Linked DNA regions of Sus scrofa: region 2 is linked to region 1. A link is a contact called in public promoter capture Hi-C data. All regions are on one chromosome and are shown on one strand. The core of a region is the stretch at or near the end of the contact, and the rest is flanking DNA. Distances in the headings are between cores, read along the strand shown. Region 1 holds the start of BVES (blood vessel epicardial substance). Region 2 holds the start of PREP (prolyl endopeptidase).

Region 1 (6,068 bases), core at 1,209-3,708:
AAATTAACACGGCATTGTAAATCAACTATACTTCAATTTAAAAAAGAAGCAGGAGGAAGAGCAGAAGTTAGAAGATGAAGAGGGAGAGAGGAAGGACGGGAGAGAAGAAAGGAGGGAGATAAGAGAGAGGGGGAGAAGGTGGAAAGGAAGGAAGGAGGGAAAAATGAAAAATCATTTATAATCTCAACACTCTGAGGCAAGGAACATAAGCATTTTAGTCTTTTAACATCATGGATGAGTTGTCATGTTCTTCTCACTCTTGTAACTTGCCTTTTTCTATTTAACATCTTTGTACAGGAGGCAGTGTAGGCAGTGATAGAAGGTGGCAGAAACTATATAGGTAGCGGACGAGAGTGTAAGTTCCAGAACTACACTGCCCGGTTAACATCCTGGCCCAGCTTCTCACTAGCTGTGTGAGCCTGAGCAGCCTACTCGACCTTGCTGTTATCTTAGTTTCCTGGCTATAAAATGGAGATTAATAACAGAAGCTACTTCTTCACAGAGTTTTCCATGAGGATTCAATGGCTTAATATATCTGAACCATGTATAATACTGCCTGGCACAAAATACATCCTCTATCAAGGGGCAGTACACTTTTTTTCAGTAAAGACCCAGATTGTAAATATTTTAGGCCTTGCAAGTTCATATAGTTTCTGCCACAACTCCTCAATGCTGCCTTTTGGCACAAAAGCAGCCATAAATGAACGAGCGTGGGGCTGGGTTCCAGTTAAACTTTATGGACAGTGAATTTGAGTTTCATATCGTTTTCACATGTCATGAAATACTCTTCTTTTGGTGATTTGGACCATTAAAAAATGTAAAAACCATTTTAGCTCATGAGCTGTGCAAAAATCGGCAGTGGACTAGGCCTTTGAGCCAGAGTTTGCTAACCTCTGTTCTATATAATTAGCAGATGTTATTATGTCTCTAATATCTGTTTATAAATCAATTTTAATGGCTGCTTAGAACAAGATTGTTTGGATGTCCTATAATTTACTTAGTCCCCTATAGTTAGAATTTAGATTATTTCCAGTGTTTGTCATTATAAGCCATCCTCAAATATCCATGCAAAGATAGATTTATGCACATTTATTACTAAACCTTACTTAATATGTACGTAGTGGTAGCTATCAAAATGGCTGGCCAAGCAGCTAAAAAGAAAAAGACTCTGAAGAAGCAGCCTTGAAAATGAATCTTGGGCCGTTAGAGCAAATTTCAAATGTGAGAGACAGAGCTTTGTAAGTAGAATATATATTCACATACATAGAATTTACTATGTACCACACACCATTCTAAGCCTCTTATATATATCTAGCCATTTAGTCCTCAACACAAGAGGAAACAGACACAGAAAAGCCACGTAACTTCCCCAAGGTCACACAGTCAGTTGGTAGCAGAGGCAGGATTCAAACCTGGCCTGTGCAGCACTATCGCCCAGGTTCTTGAAGACGCTGCTTCTCCACTAGACAGACTTGGCGCGTGTGCACACCCAGGTACTCACTTTATAACGTACTTGTGGTCTTTAGGTCATGTTTGGCACGCAGGAAAAACCTCATCTTCTTATAATCAGCACAAATTCTATCCGTCCACGGGACACTTCTGGCTGGAAACTGAATGCCTAGCTAACCTTACTTACTCTTTTGTCCTCCAACTCCTCCCCTATACCAATTCTTCATTAATTCACCCAGCATTCCTCACCCAAAAGAACGATCCTCTATAAAAGTAATGATGGATTGGACCATACTTTCATACCTTGGTTTTCAATGCCAAACACACGTGCCAGATTCAGATGGAGCTTTGCCTACAGCTGAGGGCCAGGCGCCTCCACGAGAATGTAAATTTCGGATAAGTATCCTCCTTCTATGGAAATAAAACCGTGGCTCAGGTCGACGCGCCCTTCCAAGTGCCCCTGCAGCAGCAGGGCTGGCTTGCTCCCGCTCCTTGCCGGGTCCCCGGAGGCGCTGTCCCGCGTCCCTGTGGACCAAACGGCCAACCTTCGCTGCCATGCTCGGACGCCGATTGCGCACTCTCCCGGTTCTTCCGGCTTGTGCGGAGATGCTGGCGTTTGTCCCAGAAAGGAATTGTGCGAATGGGTCGTTTGATTTTGTGGGGAAAAGAAGGATCTAGTTCTTCTATTCCTGATTGCTCTCTCTGCGAGAACCCTGTTGCTCGAGTTATCCCCACGGAGATGAGCAACCAACGCCGCTGACCCCAAAACGCTCCTCGCCCCCCACTCATGCCCAAACAAGGACAGAACCGAGAAGTAGGGAGGAAACCAGGAAAGAAAGAAGCGGGTGTTTCAAATGTACCACGCTTGTGCAGACGCGGCGGCGACTTGGAAGAGCCGGGCGGGGAGTCCTGGCCAAGGCCGGGGACTCCGCCCGCCGGGGGGCGCCGGGGCGCCGGGCGCGTGCGCGGTGCGGCCCCAGCCCTGGCTGCGGTCTCCGCTATGCCTATTTTAGTCAAAGCCGCTGCCAGCGCTGGGACCCGGCATCCGCGCAGCAGCCTTCTGACCCGCGGATCCGCCGAGGCTTTCGCGTCTGGCGCCCGTCGAGCCGTCGCGTCCGTGTCCCTCGCGTCCCGCCGCTGACTCCCCAAACTTTGGCCAGCGCCGCCCAGGCTCTGCTCCAGGGACTAGCCAGGTAAGGAGCGGGAGGCGCAGCTGTCGGCGGCTCCCCCAGCGCGCCCGGCTGTTTGCAGCCCAGCTCTCCCCCGGCTAAATCGGGAACCGAAAGTTGGATCCCTGCTCGGTTGGGAGCAACTTTGCACTCCCGGGCAGCGGCTGCCTGTTTTCCAAGCCTCGGCCGCCGGGATCCCCGCCCTCGCCTTTCTAGCCGCGCCTTCCCGGGGTTCCCTGTCCTTGGAAGCCGCCCTTCACCCCGGTTTTGGGCTTCGCGCTCAGAGACCCTCAGGTGTCAGCTGCCGCCACTCGGGTCTGACAGCGCCAGCGTCCTCGGGCGCTCCGGCCTCATCGGGTGGCCATTCCCGCGCTCTGCTGCCCTCAAGCCGTGGATGAGCCTGGCCTTTCCTCTCCCGGCGAGGCTCCCGGGGCTCCCGGTCCGCGAACCTACTACGGCTCCTCCTCGCCCCCTGTAGGGCCGCTAGGCGCACGGTACCGCCCGCCCTGGCTTGGCGCAGGGAATGCGAAGTGGGTCAAGGCGCTCACTACCCACACCCCGGAGCCCGAGAGCTTCGGGTCAAGAAGAGCTGACACTGACCCTCTCTCATTAAGGAGCAAGGTGAACAGGGCGCCTGGGGAGCGCAGATAGCTGGAGAACCCGTGATCCACCCGCGCCTTCATTTTTGAGGCTTTAGGAAACCGGTTGCTGGCCGGACAAGTCCCAGAAACTGTTGGCTTTGAGGCAAGAATAAGTGTGAAAAGACTCTTAGCAACTTAATGCCTTTTGCCATTCCGAAGATATGCCAAGGTTCAGTTAGAATTGCAGAATGAATTGAGCGAGTCTACCAGCACCACTTTTGCTCACCGCTGTTACCTTTTTCAATTCTGTAGGTTGGTGAAGGGTTAATGTTAGTTCCGCCTTTATCTGTTCAGCCCTGCACACACCTATTTGAAAACCAGTAGATATACAGGACTTTACTAGAACAGGGACTTTAAGGAATTTGACTCCGGGAACTAATAGGAGAAAGAAAATTTGCCTTGATTTCGTCAAAATTAATCTGAACGTTTCTCAACTTACCTGTCTAACTTTTCCTTGTTAGATCAATTCGTTCTCAGCATAAAGGATAGTTCAGCTTAAGCCACATAATTCCTTTAAGTAGTGGTCAAAAGAAGCTGAAATCGGCAAGATCCGATCGATATTTATTGACAATAGGTTACTGGTGTTTCAAAATAGAGACACAGGTAAGTATACATAGGTAAATAATAGACTTTGTATGTTATAAACATACAAAAATGAATCATATATTATGTTAATTACTATGCAATATGTAATACATAGAGAAAATAAAATGAATATATGGACTATATATTTTTAATACATTGCGGTGCATCAAAATGTGTTGTAGGATTATCTCATCTTTTAAAGATTCATATTACTGTGTCCTTGGTTCTTGGGTTAGTAGATCATAGTTTTCCTGTCATTTCTCTTGACCAGAAATTAATTCTTTAGTGCCACTTGGAGAACTTTTAAAAGCTTGAAATTTAATTACAGTGGTTTAGTTGGCAGTAGGTGTAATAAGTGAATCTAAAGGGGAATATGTATTCATTAACTGACTATAGAAATATGAGTTAGAGCCACAGACTAGTAAAACTGGGAGGGCTTTCAAAGATAACATATCCAGTTGTCTCAATTCCGAGGAAAAAGGTGACCCAAGGAGCAGAAGTGACTTCCCCTGGCTTATGTGTCTCCCTGGGGCTTGTGGTATAGAACCTCACCCTCTCAACCTCAGGAAGGCTTGGTACTCTCTTGTCTTTACCACTGAGGTTTGGGGCGACCGAAAAGTAATTTCCAAAAGTGTTTGTCATTCTTTTGTAACTTCTTCCATATGGCTTTCACGTCTGCCTCTGGCATTCTCTGCAGAGTCTAGGCCTTGGATATACCTAGACGAATGTGACACTGTCCCTGCCCCATAAAGAACATAGGGTAATTAGAGGAACAAATGGGACAGTGGGAGTGAAAGCACCTTCTAAACTGCCTAGAAATGGTAATTATTATTAGCTTACATAATGCTAATGCATAAGCTAATGTTGACATCATGAGTATTGCAGGACATTTAATATCATTCTTCCTCCTGAAGAAATGATGAGATTGAGTCTGGCTTGGTTCTTGAAAACAAACTTTTTATAAATTGAGTTTTTGAAATAATGATGCCTCCCCATCCCAATAGGCTTATATTTTTATTGTCTCAAACATTTGGAAAGAAGGGGATTAAGAAGGGAATATAGCCAGTATTTTATTATAACTATAAATGATAGCCTTTAAAAATTGTAAATCACTAGATTGTGCACCTATAACTTATGTAATACACATCAAGTATACTGACGTGAAAAAAACACTTGGAAAGTAGTTGAACTTTTATGATTTCTTTCCTTTTTGTACCAAATCTATATCTAATTCAGCTATTTCTCGTATTTATGATCTGTTTTAGAATTATAGAAAGAGCTCTTTAATTGACTTGATCATTTCATTCATAATTTATAAATTTGGGTATGTATGTTTTTCCATTATCTTAAGAGATATGGAATTATTTCACATTAATCTGTTAACATCCTTTCAAAAAGCCCAACCCAATGCAATTTATTCTACCACCTAAAACCTTTAGTTTTTTTTTGTTTTGTTTTTTTTTGTTTTGTTTTTTTTTAGTAATAAAAAAAATGGAAAAGTAAGGCTTATGGCACACTCTTCTTTGGAAAGAAATTCATATTTCTAAATTCAATCTAAAGGTATTTTGGGTCCCTGTTTGGAATTCTTTCTCTGAAACAGAGCAATTCAAACATTCTGTAAAACTACATAATTTTTGACAGGGGCCAATTTGTATAATTAATAATAGGAAGAGTTTTTTTAAGTACCAGGAAACAAAGACAGATCATATAGTCAGGAAATAATGGCCCTTTGCATTAAGGCTTAGGTAGGCATGTGTAAAATGTATATTCTTTGAAATGTATTTGCTACAGATTCTAATACTAAGTAGGCAAATGTACATTCACGACTCCTCCTCCATGTAAGGAAATTTACTACTTTCCAATTTGTGAGATGCTACCAGTTAGAATTTTTATGGGAAAGAAAGTAGATTTTTATTTATTATTTTTAGATCTTTAGGCAGGTAGAGAAGGAGTAAATGTAAAGTCTCTCTCTACAGAGACTCTCTATAAATAAATAATGTATTTACCATGTGCATATGCGAGAACATGGAATGTATATATGTATTACATAGTGATTTAACAACAGCATAAAATTAGAACCTTCCAAATATCCTAAGCCTTCAAATAGTAAATAATAGGGTGTTAATTTTTTTTGAAAGTATGAAAAAAAATCTGTTTTTCTAGTTATTTTTCCTGTGTTTGGTTGGAGTCAGTGTCACCAGTGGGACTATGATGGAAAGCTATG
Region 2 (6,107 bases), core at 2,219-4,718, 280 kb before region 1:
TGGTTTGAAAACAGAAGAAAACTAGAGAAAGCCCTTTCAGGTAAATAGACAATTACTGCCTACTCTCTGTTTCATCTGTCCACAAGGTATGGACAGCACTCCCCCAGGGAAATTTCATTCTTTTCTTTTCTTTTTTTTTTTTTTAATGGCCACATCTGTGGCATATGGAAGCTCCCAGGCTAGGGGTCGAATTGGAGCTGCTTCTGAGATCTAAGCTGCAGCTTGTGGCACCTCGGATCCTTAATCCACTGAGAAAGGCCATGGATCAAACCCACATCCTCATGGATACTATGTCAGGTTCTTAACCCATTGATACACAATGAGAACCCCCCCTTCCCCCAATTTTGTTCTTAATTCCAGAGTTAGCTTTGAGGGTCCTACATCTTCACCTGAGTTCCTAATTAGAACTAAAGAATCTTAGAATTCTTTGAAACCACCTGATCCAATTCTCCCCTGTTGTAGATTTAAAATAGTGATGATATAAGGGCTCATTCAAAGCTAGTGAAACAGTGGCAGGGCCAGGAAGGGAACCTCACTTTTATTCTAGGCACTATTTCACATTTCATGATGCTTCACAGAGATTAGAGACACAGTAACATATATGAATTTTAATTAAATGTCACACTGAAAAAAGTAATATCAATCTTTGGGGGAAAGTAATCAGAAATGACTGCATTCCACCAATTAGTCAGGTTAGCTGGTTACCTGGAAACCAGTCAAATTAAAGGATGGATTATCCAGGCAAGCACCTGAAGCATCAGTCTTTAAGTGGTGCTAGCTAACAAGGTGGCACTCTTGTGTGACTAAGAAAAACAGGCTTCCCCTGAGCAGATGCAGCCCCTTGCTGGTGGACCTTTGTGAGGCTATTAAGACCCCCCTTACTCTGGGTGAATGCAGCCAGTGCTTGCGTGCACAGGGTGGCAAGTGGAGAGTGAAGTGGATTTCTGTCTGAACTCACCCCCTCGGCTAAGCATCCCTGTGCATTTACCAGAAATCCACTCTGGTTGGTTGGGGGTAGTATTTGAGAAGAACTTGCAGTGGGGTTGAGATAGCCAAGCATCAGTAAATGACCGCTAGCTGGCTCCTTGGGAGGGTGACTCTGGTTAACTAAGTAGGTTACAAAGTTTGAGGTCAGGCAATAGAGAAGGGGCTGCTGTCTTCCCTGGAGGTCACTTCTGTATCTCTGCTGGTCCCCATCCCCCAAAGGCCTTGTGTTGCAGGAATGGGTTGTTTTAGCTTAGAGCATGAGTTGTCAGTGTTAATTTTATAACTCCCCTGGAAATGGTGTGCAGTGGCAGAGGTCAAAGGGCACCCTGGCGCTTATTCTAGAGGTAGAATTCCATGTCTGAGATGGCCCAAATACTTGACTTCTCTTCATTTTCTAGGGTCAAGGTAGAGCTGACCCACCTTGCTAGCTGTGTGATAACGTCGGACAAGTTCCTTTAAAGCTGCTGAGATTCCTTTGCCTTATCTGCAAAATGGGCTTTGTTAAGGAGGATTAAAGCAGACAATGCATATCAAGTACATGGTAAACAAAGGTAGCAGACGATCAGTCTGGCCGGCGGGAGGGGAATGGGGCTGTGGTGTCCTCCTCTTGGAAGCACATCACTCCAGGTGCAGACTACCTATTGCTGGGCCACATACAAACCTTTGGCTTTCAGGGCCTAGAGGTACTGGGCACCAGGATAACTGCCTGGAAGGGAACAGAGGATGATCCCTGAGATGTGGCTTGTCCTTTGGAAATCATAATTCCTCTCATTTCTACCTTAGGTCCTGATAAAATGAAGTCCTAGGGAAGTTTCACCTACTAACAGGTGTGCTTTAGACCAGAGTCCTACCTATTTAGGAAGAAGGAGGGCATCAGAGTGACCTGGGTTGGAATCTTGAATATCGCCCCCCCCCCCTTGTGAAGTCCTGGGCTAAAGGCAGCCCCAGTTTTCCTCAACTGTAAAATCAGGATACTATTAGTTCTTATCTCATAAAGTTTAAATAAGGTAATTTCCTGGCATATTAGAAGCACTCAATAAACATTAACCATTACTGTTGTTGCTGTTGTTAGGGGATTTACTGGGCCAGGTATTCCTGGGTTACTCTTAAAACCCCCACAAGTTGCAGAAGCAATAGCAAGGCCTGGCAGCCCTTGGGCCAGGTGACAGGCAAGCAAGGCAAGGAGTGGTGACTGGGCTGCAGAATGCTAAGTCCCTGTGTTTTGTTTTTTTTACAAAGTGGGCATCAATAGTGTGAGCTCTCCCAGAACTGAGGATTCTCAAGTTGCTCAAGAAGGGTGGGTCTGGAAACAACTGTGAAACATGATTATCAAACACCCCAACCTGAACAAAAACACTGACCTACCGGTGAGGCACGGAACTGGGATGATAATAAAAAGGACAGAAGACACAAGGTCACAGTAATTACCTCGGCCACCTGGAATTCAGGACCTGAACGACTTTCTTGTCACACCCCTGCCCTCCTCCCAGGACTTTTAAGAAGCCAGGAGTACAAAACACATTGACACACACTCCAACTATGATAACTGGAGCCATAAAGCTTCTTTTCGATGGTCCAGAAAGCAAGACCAGAACTCCTATCACTAGGCCGACGATGAGTAAATCTAACTATTAAAATTTCATAGGTTTGAGGTCAAGCATCTAATACATGATAAAAGATGCTCAATCAACAAACGCAGGAAAGGGATAAAAGAACCAGTAGGATGAACAAAAGACCCAAGATGATTTCCAGTCTTCCCACCTCTGTCCCCTTTCAACTGGCAAACCTCAGATAAGGGCTCAACCGTCGTCCTACCCACGCCTCATCCCACCTCCACGGTGCGGATGCCCAACTACCCAGCGCCCTCCAGGGGTGCTCAGGAGAGGAGAGATGTGTTTCCTTCCTGGTCCTCATGATCCATTATTCCTTCCTTTCCAAGTCCAGAGCCACAGGCGGTGGAAACTAGGTCATCTCAAGCCCTCCGCTTTCAACGCGGGGGCGAGGCCCCTTCTCAGCCCGGGAATAGGAAGATGGGGGGATCGAGTAAGCAAACCCTGCTGTTCCTTCTGCTCAGGGAGGAGGGCGGGCAGCGAGCTTGGCTGCAGCTAAGCGGCAGCGGGGAGACTCGGAGGGGGCGGGGCGGGAGAGGGAGGGGGCGTGGTGGGCTCGCCGGCGTGACCGCACGTGTGGCGGGCGCTGTGGGCCGGGGGCGGCGTGTTGGGCGTGTCCCCGGCCGGCGTGTGGCCGGCGCCGTGACGGGGTGTCTGGTGCGGTGGCTCGGGCGTGGGTGCGACGCGCGCCAGGCGCAGTGGTCCGTGGGCCCGGGCGGCGCGGGCGCGGGCGCGGCCGGCGTTCCTGCAGAGGGAGCTGTGCGCCCGGCCTGGCGCACGCAAGGCGCCGCCCGCTCCCTCTTGCCGCCGCCGCAGCCTCTGGGCCCGCCCGCCGGGGAGGGGCTCCGGGCCTCGCCGACAGCTGCTTCCTGCTTCCCTCACGTCCTCGCCGCCGCGCCGCCGGTCCGGTCGTGCGAGGCCTGACCGAGAGCCGCCCGCTCGCTGCCGCCGCCACCGCCGCCTGCCCGGCCCCAGCGCATATCTCGCCCCACTGCCCGCCCGGCCCACTAGACATCGCTCCGGAGTCCGCGCCCCCCAGGCCACCCCCGCGCGCCCCCAGCCATGCTGTCCTTCCAGTACCCCGACGTGTACCGCGACGAGACCGCCGTGAGTACCCCAGCGGTGCGCGGCCCTCTCCCCACCACTCGCGGCCCCTCGCCCCCTACGCCCTCCCCTCCCCCTCGGCCTTTGTTTGCGAGACCCGGCGGGGGGCGCTGGGCTCCTCCCGAGCCGCGGGGGCCCTGGTGGCCGTCACCCTCCGTCTGCTGGCTGGCTGAGCCCGTGGTCAGCCCGCAGGGCCGCTTCCTGCAATCCGCGGGGTCAAGGGCAGACGCCCAGGTGGGAATGGGCGTCTTAAGGGAGCGGGAAGACAGAACGTGTCACTGCTTTTTAGCAGAGGAGGCTTTTGCTTCAATATGGTAGGGAGACAAAGTGTTTGTGCATGCAGATTATGTACAATCTTAAAACAAAAGCAAACTTTTTCAACTTACGAAATAAAAACACTTAGAGTTGAAGTTCATTCATTCGATTTTAAAACGTGTGTGGAGCGCTTACCCTGTCCCTGGCCAGGTGCTGGGCTGCGGGTGCTGGGAATGCAGGGCCCGGTAGTGCTGATCCAAGTGTTCCTAAACAGGAGCAGGAGTTAGTTGATGGGGGTGAGAGGAGGTCTTAGAAGGGAGAGAGGATGGCTTTTTTCAGGATGAAGTTTTGCCTATTGCGGGGGTTGCCCACCATTTACCTAAGCTGTCCGTGAGCTCAGGGTCACTGTTGAGATCCCCTGGGTGGAATTCTGGGCAAACACTTTTTTTGTGTGTAAAAATTAGTTTGGCATTTTAGGAACTGGAAAAAATTCAAATGTTGTTGGCCTGATTCTCTTAGGAAAAGGTAAATTCCTCGGATTACTTAAAATAGAATCCGAATAAAAAGATTTTTGCATAATATAGTTCTAATTTTTGTTTTTGTTTGTTTTTCTGCTTGCTTTGGCCCGATTTATGCCAGAAAGTCTGTACATTAAAGCGCATCTCATTTGGGGGTAAAGGGTACCGGGGCTTTAGAGTAAAGGACATATTGTTTTCAATTAAGACTTCCAAGTGGCACTGATGCATTCCTGCTTTCTTTGACCTGTGGCCATCTGGTAACCATGTTTTCTCAGTCTGTTCAGCTGCTTGCTTATTAAATTTACTCTATCAGCCCAAGAAGCTCTATCCCTGTGGTTGAAAGAGTTGTGGCCTTTGTGTAGGGGAGTAAAGTGATCCAGCCAGAATGAAAAAGAGGACAAACCAAATAAGAAGACCTGAACGCTAGTTCTGGTTTTGTCACTCACTCACTGGATGCCCTTTGGCAGATCACTTAGTTGTTGCTACAGGCCTTCCCTCCCTAATAGTATGAACTATTAGGGATGACTTGGCTAACCACAGAACTTACTTGCTTCTGTACTGAGAATATTATTCATTCATTAACATGATGGTCTAGCCCTGCAGTGCCAGATTTTAGTAATGGGAAGCCAGGCATTTCTCAGTTTGGTTCTTGAGAATCTTTTGAGTTTTCAGGAGAGGTAAAACTATAAAGAACTACCCATCATGTGGGTTGACAAGTGCCATTTTAGATTTGTTTTGTTTTTGACGGGGTGGGGTGGTGGTGGTTGTTGCTTAGTTTTTCCCTTTTGGGGTTACCAAAATTCTGTAGTTCATTTATCTATGTTTAACAGTTCTGGAAGGGCTAAGTGAAGATTTTATGAAGCCATCAAAAATATTGTGAATAAACTCAAAAGGCTGTACTGTGGATTTTAATACTCTCCAATTCCTTTTCATCAAAGAACTAATGATAAGCCTCATGGCCATGTAGTTCTGGTTCAGCTCAGTGCATCACACAATGTACTTATCCCAGCCCTGAGATCCTAAGTTGGATACCTTTTTCCTGTGACAGAGCCCTGATTTCTAAGCCCCGGGCTTGACTTAATGCATTTGCTCAAATTGTAGCCTTGATGTCTAGAATGGGTTGTTTCTCTCCAGCAGGTGCTAGAGATTGCTGTAGCTCTCTGTCTCTCTTGTTTACCTTCCAGCCACATAGGGGGCAGTCTCCTGCTGAACTGTGGGGTCGAAGCAGTTTTCAGTGGACTTCTGCTTTAGTGAGATTTTTGAAAACCATGCCTTTCCAGTGTAATCTGTTGCCCATCCCCCAAGAGTGTTACTGTCAGGGAAGTCAGGCCTGCTGCTGGGGTTAGAAGAGCAAGTAGGATGCTTAGAGAACACAGAAGAATGGGATTGATTGCCATCAGGAGGAGGAGACACTGAATGAATTGAACCTGGGAGTTGGCCAGTTGAATAAGGTAAAAAGTCCATTCTTGGCTGTGTGAGTTAAAATAAAGCCATAGTTATGTAGGTTGGACAGTTACGGAATTGCATTTGTTTTAGATAGCAGAAAAGCCGCTGTGACCAGAACATCTATGGGTGGATAAGCTTGGATGGGGGCTGGAAAGGAAAAAAAAGAAAAGAGAAAATGGGGCCACGT

Evidence for each region. Promoter capture Hi-C pulls out the DNA fragments that hold promoters and counts their contacts.
Region 2: a promoter capture Hi-C map of fetal liver shows a contact between it and region 1, with 3 times the contacts expected there. The contact joins the promoter of PREP here to the promoter of BVES in region 1. A contact is called at or near these places in 3 of 5 promoter capture datasets (fetal liver, fetal skeletal muscle and liver), 6 of 47 Hi-C or Micro-C datasets (embryonic fibroblasts, fetal heart ventricle, heart right ventricle and 1 more) and 1 of 2 datasets of contacts at active chromatin or transcription factors (skeletal muscle).

The regions. Positions count from the first base shown.
Region 1 is chr1:71,356,645-71,362,712 of Sscrofa11.1, reverse strand. BVES (blood vessel epicardial substance) reads left to right here and starts at 2,458. Exons shown (of 8, transcript NM_001348416.1): 1 at 2,458-2,642. LOC106508909 reads right to left here and starts at 3,301. Exons shown (of 6, transcript XM_021084573.1): 1 at 3,219-3,301; 2 at 2,941-3,124; 3 at 1,753-2,634. The coding sequence starts at 3,301. The coding sequence ends at 1,882.
Region 2 is chr1:71,633,506-71,639,612 of Sscrofa11.1, reverse strand. It overlaps PREP (prolyl endopeptidase), which reads left to right and starts at 3,468. Exons shown (of 15, transcript NM_001004050.1): 1 at 3,468-3,704. The coding sequence starts at 3,660.